2 separate regions of the Zea mays genome follow, and region 1 is linked to region 2. A link is a contact called in public Hi-C data. All regions are on one chromosome and are shown on one strand. Each heading gives the region's core, a stretch centred on a gene start, on an enhancer-like site or on the middle of the called end of the contact. The rest is flanking DNA. Distances are from core to core; before and after follow the strand shown.

Region 1 (6,892 bases), core at 2,978-5,477, 190 kb before region 2:
CTTGTCATACTTGGTTTTAGAAGGCAAATTGAATACGAACCATGTACGTGATAGGATCAAAAGTCACGTACACAACGATTACATAAACGATTCATCATTGCAGAGTGCTCGAATAACATAATAACATAAAGATTATTTAAATGAATTACAAACTGATGTCGAAGACATCCACATAGTCATAGACTTCATAGAGATCAAAGTGCTTAAGCAGCAACATAGCTAATTAAAAAAGGCTTCCACACACATCTGACTAGGGGATAACTCTAGCCTAGTCCTCAAAGTCGTCGAAGTCTTGAAACTTCTAGGGATCAACCTCTATGCCTTCTTTGCCTGAGCAGTGGTTGCAACGGGAGCAACCTAGTGTTTATGTGAAAAGCAAGGGTGAGTATACAACAATGTACTCAGCAAATGCCTCATTTGGTTGAGGTGGACTAGCTTTATGTGTAGTTAGGCTATTAGCATGTTGCTATTACTTCATCAAGTATTTATCATCAATATAAGCTAGGCTTTAACATTAATCTCAAGATTATCAACCCATGGGATATCTCCTCATAGAGGAAATATCAGTACATATATACATGATCATCATAATTGTAACCATTGTATCTTAAATCAAAGAGTATCCCAAGGCTGCTCTTAACCATGACACAACTAATATACTAGTTTCTTAACACTCTACAGAGGTCGCACACTTTACCTATGAGTCATGGTCCCTTTTGTCTCAGGCGGATCAAACCCTTAAACACTTTTAACGTGAGTTAGCAAGGTCTCACTACGTAGTCTTTACAAAGATTCCCCCGAAGATATATTTGCCTATTAGGTTTCCCCAGTGTTGTAAGTATGGTAAACCTCCCCAAGGGGGCGAACCACCCTCGATGGAGAGAGTACTACATAGCCCCCATTGGCGACACACAGGCTAGGCAAACTATACCTTGGTTTTCTCTAATTAATTAGCTAAGGACGTCTCATACCATCCCATGGCCGCATTATTTTCCCGGGTTGTCACTCAACGAACGGGTACTTACGGAGAAGTACTCGGGACGCAGCCGAGTCTCCTTGATCTCCCAAAACCATATATGAAACCTTAGAAATATCGTATAATAAATGTATCTCATCATGTTCATTGATTAAGTTCAAGCACTAGCATTAATGCTAATCATCACATCCCAACCCAAAATGTAAAGAAGAATAGGGTAAATAGAAAGCTAGTTAATCCTTAGGTTAGATCATGTTGTGCGGGAATGTAAGTTTTTAGTTTTCATGTGATGTAGGACATAAGTAGGTCAGAGAACACTTGCCTTCACCAAACTGCTGCTTAGGATCGTCACCTGCTCCTCTTGCGAAAACAACAGACTACTCGTTGTTTACGTGACACAAACATGCATTTAGTACACTTGGATAAAAGTAAAAGAACTATACACCAAGCATATGCAATAGAACACTCGTGTTTGGTAAAAGGTTTTTGCAATAACCATGGATTTTATAAGCTTTGGATGAATTAATGCACACACTTTCTTTTTATTGTGTTAGTTATGAACAAAAAATGAGACTCTAGATCTAATCTAAATTATAAAAGTAAACCTTACATTTGAATAAATTCTAGAAGAGCATGGTAAAACCCTAGTTTAAAATAATATTTTGTCAACTACTAATTTTATGACTTAGCACACATTTATGGTTCAACAAGCATTAGGAAAAGAATGAATGATTTGCTCCTGTTATTAGCACCTAGGGCTTGCTATTTTTTCCAAGTTAGGACACATGTTAGAATGTTTGTCGCTGACAATAAACATGGCTCTAATTAGTTCAATTAAACTAGCAAATCTTTATTAAATGAAATACTAAAATAGGAGAAAATCATGTCGCTGACATGTAAACAAAATTTCAATGAAGACAATGCAATGTGACCCATTTCATTTGGAGTTTTATGTGAATGTTATGAGGTTTCAAAGTTTCGAGGACCAAAATGTAACTAACCCTAGCTTTCAGGGGCTAGTAGAGGATTTTCCTGAGACTCAGTGTGTAGGCACAAAATTTTAGGGAGGTGTATGGCCTTTATGCAAAATTCGCAGGTGTAGGCGTGACTAGGGCGACGTGGCCAAAGCCCATTGGGTGAGGCTTGCCACAAGATGGGCTACATGGCTGATGCCGCAGAGGATCCGAGGGATCGGGCGGGTCAAGGTTTGGGGAGCGATCGTGTGCAGACATGTGGTTAGTCGGGGATGATCCCGCGACAACGCGCTCGCGCGGAAGGCACTCGCAACTGGGCGGGCCCACCAGTCAATGTCACCAACAGGGGCGTGAGGACAGTGAATGACACAAGGGTCCCACATGGTAGGGTCTGCGCAGGCGCTAGTGTGTGTGAAGGGGTGGCTTTTCTGCCGGTGGGGTCCACCAGACAGCGGCTCCATGCACGTGTACATGAGGGGGTGGAGAGATTGTAGGTGGGCCCTGGATGTCGGGGCTTTCGTCCACCTCCCGCTCATGTGCAATGCTGGGCACGACGACCATGGCCAGTGGTGGCACAAGGATGGGGAGAACTTCGGGCACCAGCAGTTGGTCGGAGGGACACGACACAACAACGCAGTTGCGGTCGTGGTCCCGCACCGGCGACTGTGCAAAGAAAAAAAGAGAACAAGGGAGTGAATGAGGGAGTTTGGCCGATAGTTTCTCACCTCGGGGTGGAGCTCGACCAGGTGGTGCTGCGAACGATGACGACAGTTCTTTGAGCGTGACATGGCGATGTGATCGTGATGCGACGATGCTCCGGATACTATGTAGAACGGGCACATCGGCACATGTGGAGCCCCGACATGCAGGGGCGACTTCGAGCGCGGCGTGGTGACTGGCAGTGCGTGGGGAGAGTGGGGCGTGGTCTTGGGATGTAGGGGAGATCACCGAAATTGTTGCAATTTAGCACTTTTTTCAAAAAAAAATCACACTTGGACCCCTTGACGACTTAATGTCGTTTTTAGACCCTTTGCTCGGCGTCATATACCTTGGTGCCAAGATAACACGGGACGACGCCATGACCTAAGGCACCGAGGTTACTGATGCGCTGGACTCCCGTGCCGCACTGGCGCTTATCAGGGCCGGACCTGGGGGGTTGCCGGGGGTGCCACGGCACTGGGCCCCCAAAGACATGGGGCCCCACCCTCTAAAAAACATAGACACCTGCTTTGCTCGTCAGCCCGTTTTCCACTGGATGACTGCGTCTGCTTATCGAACACAATTACACAAATATCGTGTTGCTCTTTTGGACTGGAAGTTGGATCGCGGTCATGCCGCCTCCGCCTAGCACCTGCCCGGCCCCGCCTTGGCGATCGGTGATCGCCTGATCGGCCTGCTCTTGCCACTGTGCCGACGTGTCCGGCCACGCGCCGCAGCCGTTTGCGTGTCATGTTGCCTGACGCTGCCCGCCTAGAAGGTAAAATTCCTGCTTACCTAAAAGATATTCGTGGTACCTTTATTTGTTTTTAGTTAGTTTAATTTGCTTTTATTTTTTATCAGCCCATTAAGATAGTGATAAATAATACTCCATTGTCCTCATTTATAATTCGTTTGACTTTTTTGTGGCAAGTTTGATTGACTCGTCTTATTCAGAGTTTTTGCGAAAAATGAAAAATTCGAAGCCATACTTAAAGTATATTATATACTAAACGATATTACAGTAAAAATTAATGATAAATATTTTTTTGAATAAGACGAGCTGATCAAACTTATGGTAAAAAGTTAAATAAATTATAAATTAGAATGAAGAAAGTATGTGTTTATAATTATATATATATATACATGGGTAGATAGGGCCTCCCTATTGGGTTTCGCCTCAGGCCCCCAAACGGTCAGGAACGGCCCTGGCGCTTATGTGGCTGAGCTCGACACCATGATTCATGGTGCCGAGCTCCCATCTCCCGCCGGTAGGTTTTCCTTACTTCTGAATTTGTACTTTACGGAAAAACGCTATGCTTTTCTAGGATCAGCTTATTTGCGTCAGTCACCAACCGCTTACATGTGAGAAGATATGTTGTCTACTATTTTTTTGTCTACTTTCTAAAATAAAAAATACATAGACATATATATTTATTTCTATTATCTCGTAGAAGATAATGTGTAGTAATAAATATTTAACTGTTCACGGTCGATCATTAATGGATATTTCAACCGGTTTGCGTCGCGTCATGAAGTCCTTCAGCTTTCTCAAGTACCTGTGCGGCGGTATGGTCGCTGGCGCCCATCGCATACCCGTGACCGCAGCCACCACACCCATTTTGTCTTGTCGGCATACGCCGCCGTCTCCTTCAACATGGAATTCGTGATGCGCGACGACGAGAGCGCCACGTTCAACGTCGAGGAGGAGCGGATCGATAGTCTGAGTCCATGCCGCCGGCATCGCTGCTTCGTCCAGCCACCAGATCTCGCGCGCTGATGCTGGACTACGGAAGCAGAAGGGCACTTCAGCGCCGGTGTACGCGGCCGGTGCCAGCACCGCGTCCGCGTTAGTGGCTACTTCAGCGCCGGTGGACGCGGCTGGTGCCCGCACCGCGTTAGTGGCGAGGCAGCAGCGAGCAGCCAACGGGACGGGAGAGCCGGTTCCTAGTAAGTGCCTAGCTGTTTTTGGAAATCCGAATAGATTTGCCAAGATTTATTTTGGAAATCCTAGGAGATTTGCGAACAGCTATCTAGCTCACCTAGAAAAGGTCGCTCGGTGTGCAAAGGCGAAGCAGCAAACAGGATGCAAGAAAATCTCGCTAGAATCAGAAGACAGGAGCTCAACCTCGTGAATCGTGGCGCCGAGCTCGGCCATATCATCGCCATACCTCAGTTTTATGGACTATGGTGTCGAGTCGTGTTATCTCGGTGTCACGGCCTATAAGCTATCAGCTTGTTCGCTGCGGCTTGCTGCGGCTGCAATCCGGCTGCGGCTGCGGCTTCTACAGTATTTTTCTCTCTATGGATTGCAGCTGCAGCAGTCCAAACAGCTGCAACAGTGTCGGCTTGCAGCCAGCCGAACACGCCCTATGACGCTGAACAAAGAGTCTAAAAATAGAAATACTTTATCTAGAAGACTAAATATGAAATTTGTTCAAAAAAGGGCTAAAATTCAAAAAATCCGGTTGGACGTGCTGGGTGGTTTGAATAGGGGCTGGGCGTGGGCGGTTGCCCGGTACGCGCGACGTGGTGCGTGTCGCGAGTGGAGGGAACAAGAATATGACATGTGGTTTCGTGGCTCAGCGTTAGGACCGGGCATAAAACCTGAGCCCGAAGTCCGTTACGCAAAATACTCGAACCCGTACCCGTTTAGTCTGAGACCTGTTACCCGAACAGTTCTAACGTGTAACAAAATGGAATACCTGAACTAAGTTTGGGTCTAATCGGGTATTCACCCGCGGTACCCGAAGTACCCATTCTACCCGAAATTAGACAACACGTGCCAGGTCGAGCGCTAGCCGCTAGCCCAACAGCGGCACAGCCCACGGGCCACACCCAGTTGATAGCCTACTCAGTTCTTCCTCCTCCGTCAGTCACTGGCTCGGTCCATTCGTTAGCATATCACCAGTCCTTGATCAGCATTGTTAATACTACTAGCTCGCTGCTGAGTGCTGGCTATGCGAAACTTCATTCCAGTTTCTTCACAAAATTCCAACTCGAGCTCGTCGTCGCTATCGCTGGACCGTACGAACGTGCCGGCCCCCTCCCTGCATGGTGGACCAAAGAGCCACCCAGATCAGGGCGGATCCCCGTGAAATCCCCCTCTTGTTCTTTAATTACTCCCAGGCGGAGGAAAGGCGGCAGTGCACAACGACAGAGACGAAGACTTTGGAATCGTCCTTGAATACAAGTACGGGTACCCGAACTTATACCCAAACCTAAACCTGAATTTGCGGGTACCTGAAATTGCGGGTACCCAAAATTTCGGGTACGAGTACGGGTTCTACGGTTGAAAACCCGAAATATAAAAAACCCAAAAAGCCCGACCCAAAATTTCGAGTAAACGCGAACGCCCAGTCCTACTCAGTGTATCGGCTGGCATGACGATTGACGGAAGGGGTCCGTGGGGCAGCGGCGAGGCCCTCCGCGCGCGAGAGCGCCGCGTTGGCAAGCGGGGTCCATGCAATAGTGAGAGGGAGGAGGCTTAATGAGGGCGCGGTCAGCTACTAGCAGGCGGGGCCCACGGCGCAGCGGCACTGGGTGTGGATGTGGGCACACGCGGGCGCGTGCAGGCCGTGGCTGGATCGGGCCGAAAGGCCAAGGGCGAGAAGGGTGAAGTCTTCCTTTTTTATTTTCTTTTTATTTAAATTTAGTTTCCCCTTTTTGAATTCAAAATTAAACATGATTCTTAAATTTGAATGAATGCACACCAAGACACTTCAACTAATAAGTATATAGATGTACCAGTCTGTGATGCAACAATCCATGACTCTGTTAGGTTATATTATTTGCCAAGATACAAATACATATTCAAAATAACTCTCCCTTTTTAGAGAAAAGGAAAAGAAAATAAATCTTTCACGGTGGTAGATTTCATATTTGTATTTCTAAGTTGCCACATAATCATGAAAGAAATGAAACCTTGGTTAAAACAGCCTCTCATAGTGAAGAGTTTCATTCAGCACAGTTTCACAATTAATATGCAAGAGATAATATGTCTAGGTAATGATTAACATGCGTGAGAAGGGCTTTCTTCTTACTCCCTCCGTTTCTTTTTAGTTGTCGCTGGATAGTTCAATTTTGCACTGTCTATCGACAACTAAAACGAAACGGAGGAAGTACTATCTACCCAAAGTTGTATTACCCCCTTTGTTGAGTTTTTTTTTTAAATTTTTTTTGTTGGACCTAATATGCCGAGACGAAGATCTGTTCCCCACTAATGATTACTTATCAAATATGTAGG
Region 2 (7,039 bases), core at 3,092-5,591:
ATGGACGTATGACCGAGCTATGAAGACAAACTTCAAAATGCATGTTTGGTACCAGTACTCCATGCATGACTTACCGGCGTATGGGCTATTCTGCGCCTGGTGTGTTCACGGTAAGTTCCCATGCCCAGTTTGCAAGGAAGCTCTTAGGTTCATTTGGTTGAAAAAGGGTGGCAAATATTCGTCCTTCGATAAACATCGACAATTTCTCCCTCCTGACCATCCATTCCGCCTAAACATCAAGAACTTTACGAAAGGTGTCGTAGTGACAGACTGCCCACCTGCAACGATGACTTGTGCCAAAATTCGGTACCAGATAGATGGGCTCGTGGCCAATACAGAAGGTGGTTTTGTGGGATATGGTGAGCAGCATATGTGGATACATAAGAGGTGCTTTGCCGCGTGTCAGGGCCATAGCACTCGGTAGAGCAGCAATACCTGGGCACCGGTATAGCTTCTTTGCCGAGTGTTGTGGCCCTGCCACTCGGCAAAGAGGCACGCTTTGCCGAGTGCCACACAGAGCACTTGGCAAAGGACCTGACAAAGGGACCCGTTGGTGGATCCTTTGCCTAGTGCAGGTCGGTAGACACTCGGCAAAGAGGTAACTTCTTTGCCGAGTGTCACCTAGAACACTCGGCAAAGGCGCCGTCTCCGTCACTCGGCGTCGTGACAGACGCTTTTCTTTGCCGAGTACCGACTGGCACTCAGCAAAGTCTTTGTCAAGTGCTCGATAAAAAGTACTCGACAAAGAAACCTTTGCCGATGTACTATTCGTCGAGCCCTCTTTGCCGAGTGCCACACTCGACAAAGACTTTGCCTAGTGTTTTTCAGGGTTTGCCGAGTGCTTCAGGCACTCGGCAAAGCGCCCGATTCTGGTAGTGCATGTTGAACAAGTAGGCAAATATATGTTTTTTTAAACGGACCGAATAGGACTGACATTTTACCATGCATGTTGAACAAGTAGGCAAATAAATGTTTTTTTAAATGAACCGAATAGGAGAGGTGTCGATTATATTGATAAAGAGAAAGACCCAAAATAGGCAAACAATAACCTCCCCAAGAAGACTACCAAAAAATGATTGCTACAGAAAAAAATAGGCCAACCCTACCAACAACAGTAACACCAGCACCCTAACAACAGGAGTACACAGCAGAAAGCCACCCAAGACAACAAAGACAAAATATAATAAAAAGGCAAATAAACCTCCACCACAAAGTCCTAAAAGGCACGACCTTTTAAACTCAAAAGCTTCTTGAGGAGGCCTAATTGCAAAAACAACTCCTTTAGGTGGTCTGTGCATGCTTGGATCGAACTCTCGTTGAGCTTCCCGACAATTTCAACAATGTCCAGATCTTTAAACACACCACATTGTGTAAGATGGGCACTTCGATGATGCGACGAGCTATTATAGGACTTATATGTTGATAACCTCTATAATTTGTAACATGAAAAAATTGTGGCGTTTCTCTTTAACTTGTATTCGCAATGAGGAACAAAACTATGGAGTTGACTGATTATGTTATTTGTGATGGAACCTATATATTCACCAGTGTTCAAGAGAAAGATAACCTCTATATAGTTTGCTTTATCGATAGGGGGGGAATATATTTTCAAGTCCTTGGACTTATGGTTCTATTTTTTTTAATGGTAGACGACATGCTCATTAATAACAAGACATATATGGTTATTTTGTCAATACCAAAATCTACTTAGAGAGAGTACAATATGCATGTATATGTTTGTTAATTGTAGAGATAAGCTAATGTGAACTTGTATGTTTTATAATGTGTTTCACAAGAAAGAAAGAAAGAAAGAGAGCTAAGGGCAACAGCATGACACAAGTTAATTCCCTTGCTGGCATTTCGATTAACCACAAGCACCTATATAGTTAGAACTTTCGACTATATATATATATATATTGTATTTATATATTACACCTGGGTGCATTCAATATAGAGAATGCACCCAGGCCGAACCTACGCGCCAGGTCCGAGCCAACCGTCCCACTCAGGCCGTCTTCGTCCCTCTCGCACATCTTCGTCGCTCCCGCACGCTCCCGACAGAACCTTTTCACTTTCCCGCTCACGCCCCTCTTTCTCCACGAACGGCTCAACCTCTTCACATAAGTTGCAATCACACCAGACCAGCAGTTGCAATCACACCAGACCAGCAGTTGCAATTACACCAGACCAACAGTTGCAATCATTGTTTTGTTTAAGAGATTTTTGTACATAGTTATATAAAAGTTGCAATCACACCAGACCAGCAGTTGCAATTACACCAGAAAGCAGTTGCAATCACACCAGACATCAGTTGCAATCATTATTTGTTTAACAGTTTTTTGGACATAGTTATATAGAAGTTGCAATCACACCAGACCAGCAGTTGCAATTACACCAGAAAGCAGTTGCAATCACACCAGACATCAGTTGCAATCATTATTTGTTTAACAGTTTTTTGGACATAGTTATATAGAAGTTGCAATCACACCAGACCAGCAGTTGCAATTACACCAGACAGCAGTTGCAATCATTGTTTGTTTAACAGATTTTTGGACATAGTTATAAAGAAGTTGCAATCACACTAGACCAGCAGTTGCAATTACACTAGACAGCAGTTGCAATCATTGTTTGTTTAACAGATTTTTGGACATAGTTATATAGAAGTTGCAATCACACCAGACCAGCAGTTGCAATTACACCAGACCAGCAGTTGCAATCATATTTTTTAACAAAATTTTCCAGAGTTATTCAGTACTTGCAATCACATCAGAGCAACTCAGCAGTTGCATCTACACCATACCAGCAGTTGCAATTACAACACACCAGCAGTTACAATCATTTTGTTTACATTTTTTAACAGATATTTGGGTAGAAATATACAGCAGTTGCAATCACACCTAATGCGGGGGACAGGGAGGCGCGCTGACAGAGAGGCGCGCGGCGGCGCGGGGACATGGAGGCACGCGGCGACGCGGGGACAGGGAGGCGCTCGACGGCGGTGGGGGAGAGGGAGGCGCGCGGCGGCGGGGGCAGGGAGGCGCGCGGCGGCGGGGGGCAGGGAGGCGCGCATACAGGAGGGCCGAGGCGTGCTCGGGGGTGTTATTGCAGGTGGGTGCATTCAATATAGAGAATGCACCCAGGTGCATTTTAGTGCCGCCGTGTGTGTGTGTGTATATATATATATATATATATATATATATATATATATATATATATATATATATATATATATATATATATATATATATATATATATATATATATATATATATATATATATATATAGTGTATACAGAAACCTGTATTACCTGAGACTAATTGAAATGACGACTAAACTTTAGAGTCCACGATTTCTATAGTTGATCGATCCAACTGGATCGATGAGCTAGGGCTCACAGTCACACACAGCATACACATGCATGAACATAGTATGATCATGAGCAGAAAGCCAACGATTCTGCTATGGATGACACTTAGTCGTCATAGCAGATTAGCAGTAGAGAACTAGTACTACGCTACGTACCAGAATTCCTACAGCACCATTAGCTCACTAATCATGATGTGTTTGTTAGTAGGTAATCCTTGTCTTTCTGCTCTCTCTCACCTCCTCCTGCCAACCATCGGCGGCGACGACAGCATCCGGTACCCGGCAGCGCGGCCCTTGCTGCCGCTGTGCAGGCCGCACATCGGCGAGGAGGCCGCGGCGACCTCCTCGTTGGCGCCGTCAGCGCGCTCCATCTGCCACAGCACGTCGAGGAAGGAGTCGACGTCGCAGCCGGGCAGCGCGAGCGGGCCCTGCGCCGCGTACCCGTACTCGCGCTCCGTGTCGTCCAGGAGGCGCCGGAACAGAGGGTGGTTGGCGCACTCGGCGCGCACCACGAACCGCTCTCGCTCGGCGCCCACGTACACCGAGAAGCACCCCGGCGGCGACGATGTTGACGACCGGCCGCATGAGCCGCCGCCACCGGCGCTCAGCCCGGACTTGCACCGCTGCAGGGTTCTTGAGATCAGGCTCTTTCTCCCTGCCTTGCTCGTCGTTGTCGTCATCACCGTGGCCGCCATATGCTGGATGAGTGCAAGAAAAGCTGCTGCTGCTGCTTCGGACAGAGCTGAGCTGAGACGAGGCCAGGTGAGGTGAGGTTATAAGGACTTAAGGAGACACGGTCGAGGAGGAGGGCAGTAACCAGCAGCTAGCCTGCTATTGCATATGCATGCATGCTCCAGTCCAGGGTAATAGTGATGTGCAGGATAATGGGCACTAGCAGCAGGTATCTAGCTAGCTGTCTGCTTCTCTATAGGCAGCCAGCTTCTCTACTTGACGCACATTTTCTTGATTTCTTGGTGTGAGAGGAGGAGGACAAACACACAGCAGGCCATATAGGAAGAAGGAAACAGAGACGTACGCTGAGAAAACAAATTTTGCATATATATATATATATATATATATATATATATATATATATATATATATATATATATATATATATATATATATATATATATATATATATATATATATATATATATATATATATATATATATATATATATATATAAGAAATTTGAGAATAGCACAGGTACGTATGCAGGGGTACGGTGCTGCGCTGCACATTTTGTTTTGGAGGCGTTGAAGGAGCACAGACATCGCTCAATAATTGTGTGAGATCTATGCTATCTCCAGTGGTCAACCCCTCTGCTTGCCAATGCCATGTATGTGGAGGAAGCACTGCCTGCTACATGAACTAACGATGCTTTTCTATTTAATTCACACACTGTTAATTTCTCTGTCAGCAGCTGCTTAGGCTTTTGAATTAAACTAATTAGAACATACACACCTCAATAACATGGTCCCGCCGCCTGTGTAGGAACACGGTCGTCGTGCCCTAGAATCGTAGGAAAGATAAGTATTCCAGCTGGTTGTGAATTCGTAATGAATTTTGAAATGCCTCTCTGTACGTATATTGCTGCTTCTTTGTTGATTTTTCTAACACGCTAATGTATGTATGTACGAAACGGAAGACTGCCGTCTTCGTGCCGCTGAAGGAAAAACGATTGTTCATCTTCTTTTTTTTCAAACTTCTCCCTTTTATTTAGGTATTATTATTAATGCATGGTGACCGGCGGCGGCCGGAATAACTGCCGGCAGCTTCTGTTTGAATTGTCAAATAACCCCTTGAGCCATGCTGCATGGCATGATGGCCCTGGCGCCTGCTAGCTTGGAACACGAAAGCGTGCCGAGACTGCATACAGCGCCTGCGTTGAATAAATAACACAACTGTAGACAGATACAGATTTGGGTTGGCGCTTCTGTGAAAACTACGGTTGCAGATCATACCACAACAACTGTAGATATGTGCATGCATCGATCGTCATCTTTGAATTTTAATTTGAATAGGTTCAGTTCCAACGAAAATCAAGTGCGAGGTCTGTCATCACCCGATCTAATAACAATGCAAAAGCCCCACATTTTAGAGGAGGAGATCATAGGTGACAAATCAATCTCTATGAATGCATATATGAAACGGAGTAGCAGCATCAATCAATGATATGATTGTCTTCCTTGCAGTACCTGCAGAATTTATCTGTCTTGCTTCATGGTTTTTGAATGGCCTTTGTAAGGATTGTAAGATTTTTTTCTATATTGTTATTGTTTGGTTTATTTTTCTGTCCTCCCGTAAATAGAGGCGAGGCTTCTCCATTGAAAAGCAAAACCTTGAAAAGACATCATTTGTTTTGTCTTTTAATTCCTCGGCATACGAAGCCTCGAAAAGTCCATCTAGTTTTATAGTCTCATGACTATATATATGCGCATCTTCTTTGCAAAACCAGGCAAAGTGCACAAAGGAATAATACTTAAATCCTCCTCGTCATGATCTAGCTCCTTAGCGTAGACATATGATCTTCTTGAAGACCAAAATATGAATCATCGTCTTTTAACTTGCGTGTATATAACTCCATCTTCACATACGTCTTGCTTGTCAATCAAATCTTTAGACATGCAAATTGACTAACTTGATTCGATCATAGAGGTAGCCGCGCGCAGGTGCAGTTTTCTCATGCAAAACATCTCACAAAATGTTATTTGCTAGATTAAGCTGGATTAATTTGAGTCAAGGACGTATGCTCTTTTCTCTTCTCCGTCCTCGCCGGTCTAAAATAAACTTGAAATCCTCGTTACTAAATTCGTCAAGAGCGTCATCTACTTTATCCAGGTGTACGTGTACTTCATCGCCCGGTGAATAAATAACAGCGATAATACCCAGAACAAAATAATATGCGGAAAATCTGGTATTCTTCATGCGCGCGAAATAACAGCAATAAATGGACGAAGAGCTAATCGATCACCGTGTGCAGGTAGCAAATTGGATGGAAATTCGGATTGGAGGAGCGACAGTCCACCACTTGGTCCGCGTGCGCTAAAATCAACAACGCTGCTCTTGGGTAACAGCAGAAGCAATTTCTCGAAGCGCGTGGACGACAGGCAGCAGGCGGACGACAGCCAGAGCTTTTTTATATTGAATGACTAAACGTATAGATGAGCATGCAAACCGCAGCCCGACAGCCCGGCACGAGGCCCGGTTTTTTGGCCCGGCCCAAGCACGGCACGGCCCGTCTGGTTTCGTGCCCGTGCCAGCCCGACCCGGTAGACCAGGCCGTGCTTGGGCTGCCGAATACACCCGCCGGGCGGCACGGCCCGGCCCGCCAGGAAAAGCAGGCACGGAGCCAGCCCGGTTCCAGGCACACGCCGGACAGCAGCACGAAGAAGGCGTCGGACCGGGCTGCCCTCGCCTTGGCCCGGAACAGCGCGCCGTAGTGCGCCAGCGCGGCGTCGACGAGGACCCGCAGCTGGACGTCCGGCGCGTGCGCCTGCAGCACCGCCCGCAGCTCCGTCGCCTTCCTGCTCTGCTCCTCCACCCAGTGTGCGTACTCCAGCTCGAACGCAGCGACGCGCGGGTCCACGGACGCCGCCGGCGGTGCGACTCCTCCTCCCACGCCGTACGCGCCGTGCTGCAGCAGAGTTGATCAGCAGTGGCAGCTG

What was found. A called contact is a pair of places that touch in the nucleus more often than the background predicts.
Region 1: a contact with region 2 is called in a Hi-C map of tassel, with 6 times the contacts expected there. The contact joins the promoter of LOC100192834 here to the promoter of LOC109945306 in region 2. A contact is called at or near these places in 6 of 25 Hi-C or Micro-C datasets (bundle sheath, ear, leaf and 1 more).

What each region holds. Positions count from the first base shown.
Region 1 is chr3:160,191,035-160,197,926 of Zm-B73-REFERENCE-NAM-5.0, reverse strand. LOC100192834 reads left to right here and starts at 4,227. Exons shown (of 2, transcript NM_001358585.1): 1 at 4,227-6,892.
Region 2 is chr3:159,999,467-160,006,505 of Zm-B73-REFERENCE-NAM-5.0, reverse strand. LOC109945306 (auxin-responsive protein SAUR50) reads right to left here and starts at 4,341. Exons shown (of 1, transcript XM_020551148.1): 1 at 3,417-4,341. The coding sequence starts at 4,062. The coding sequence ends at 3,601.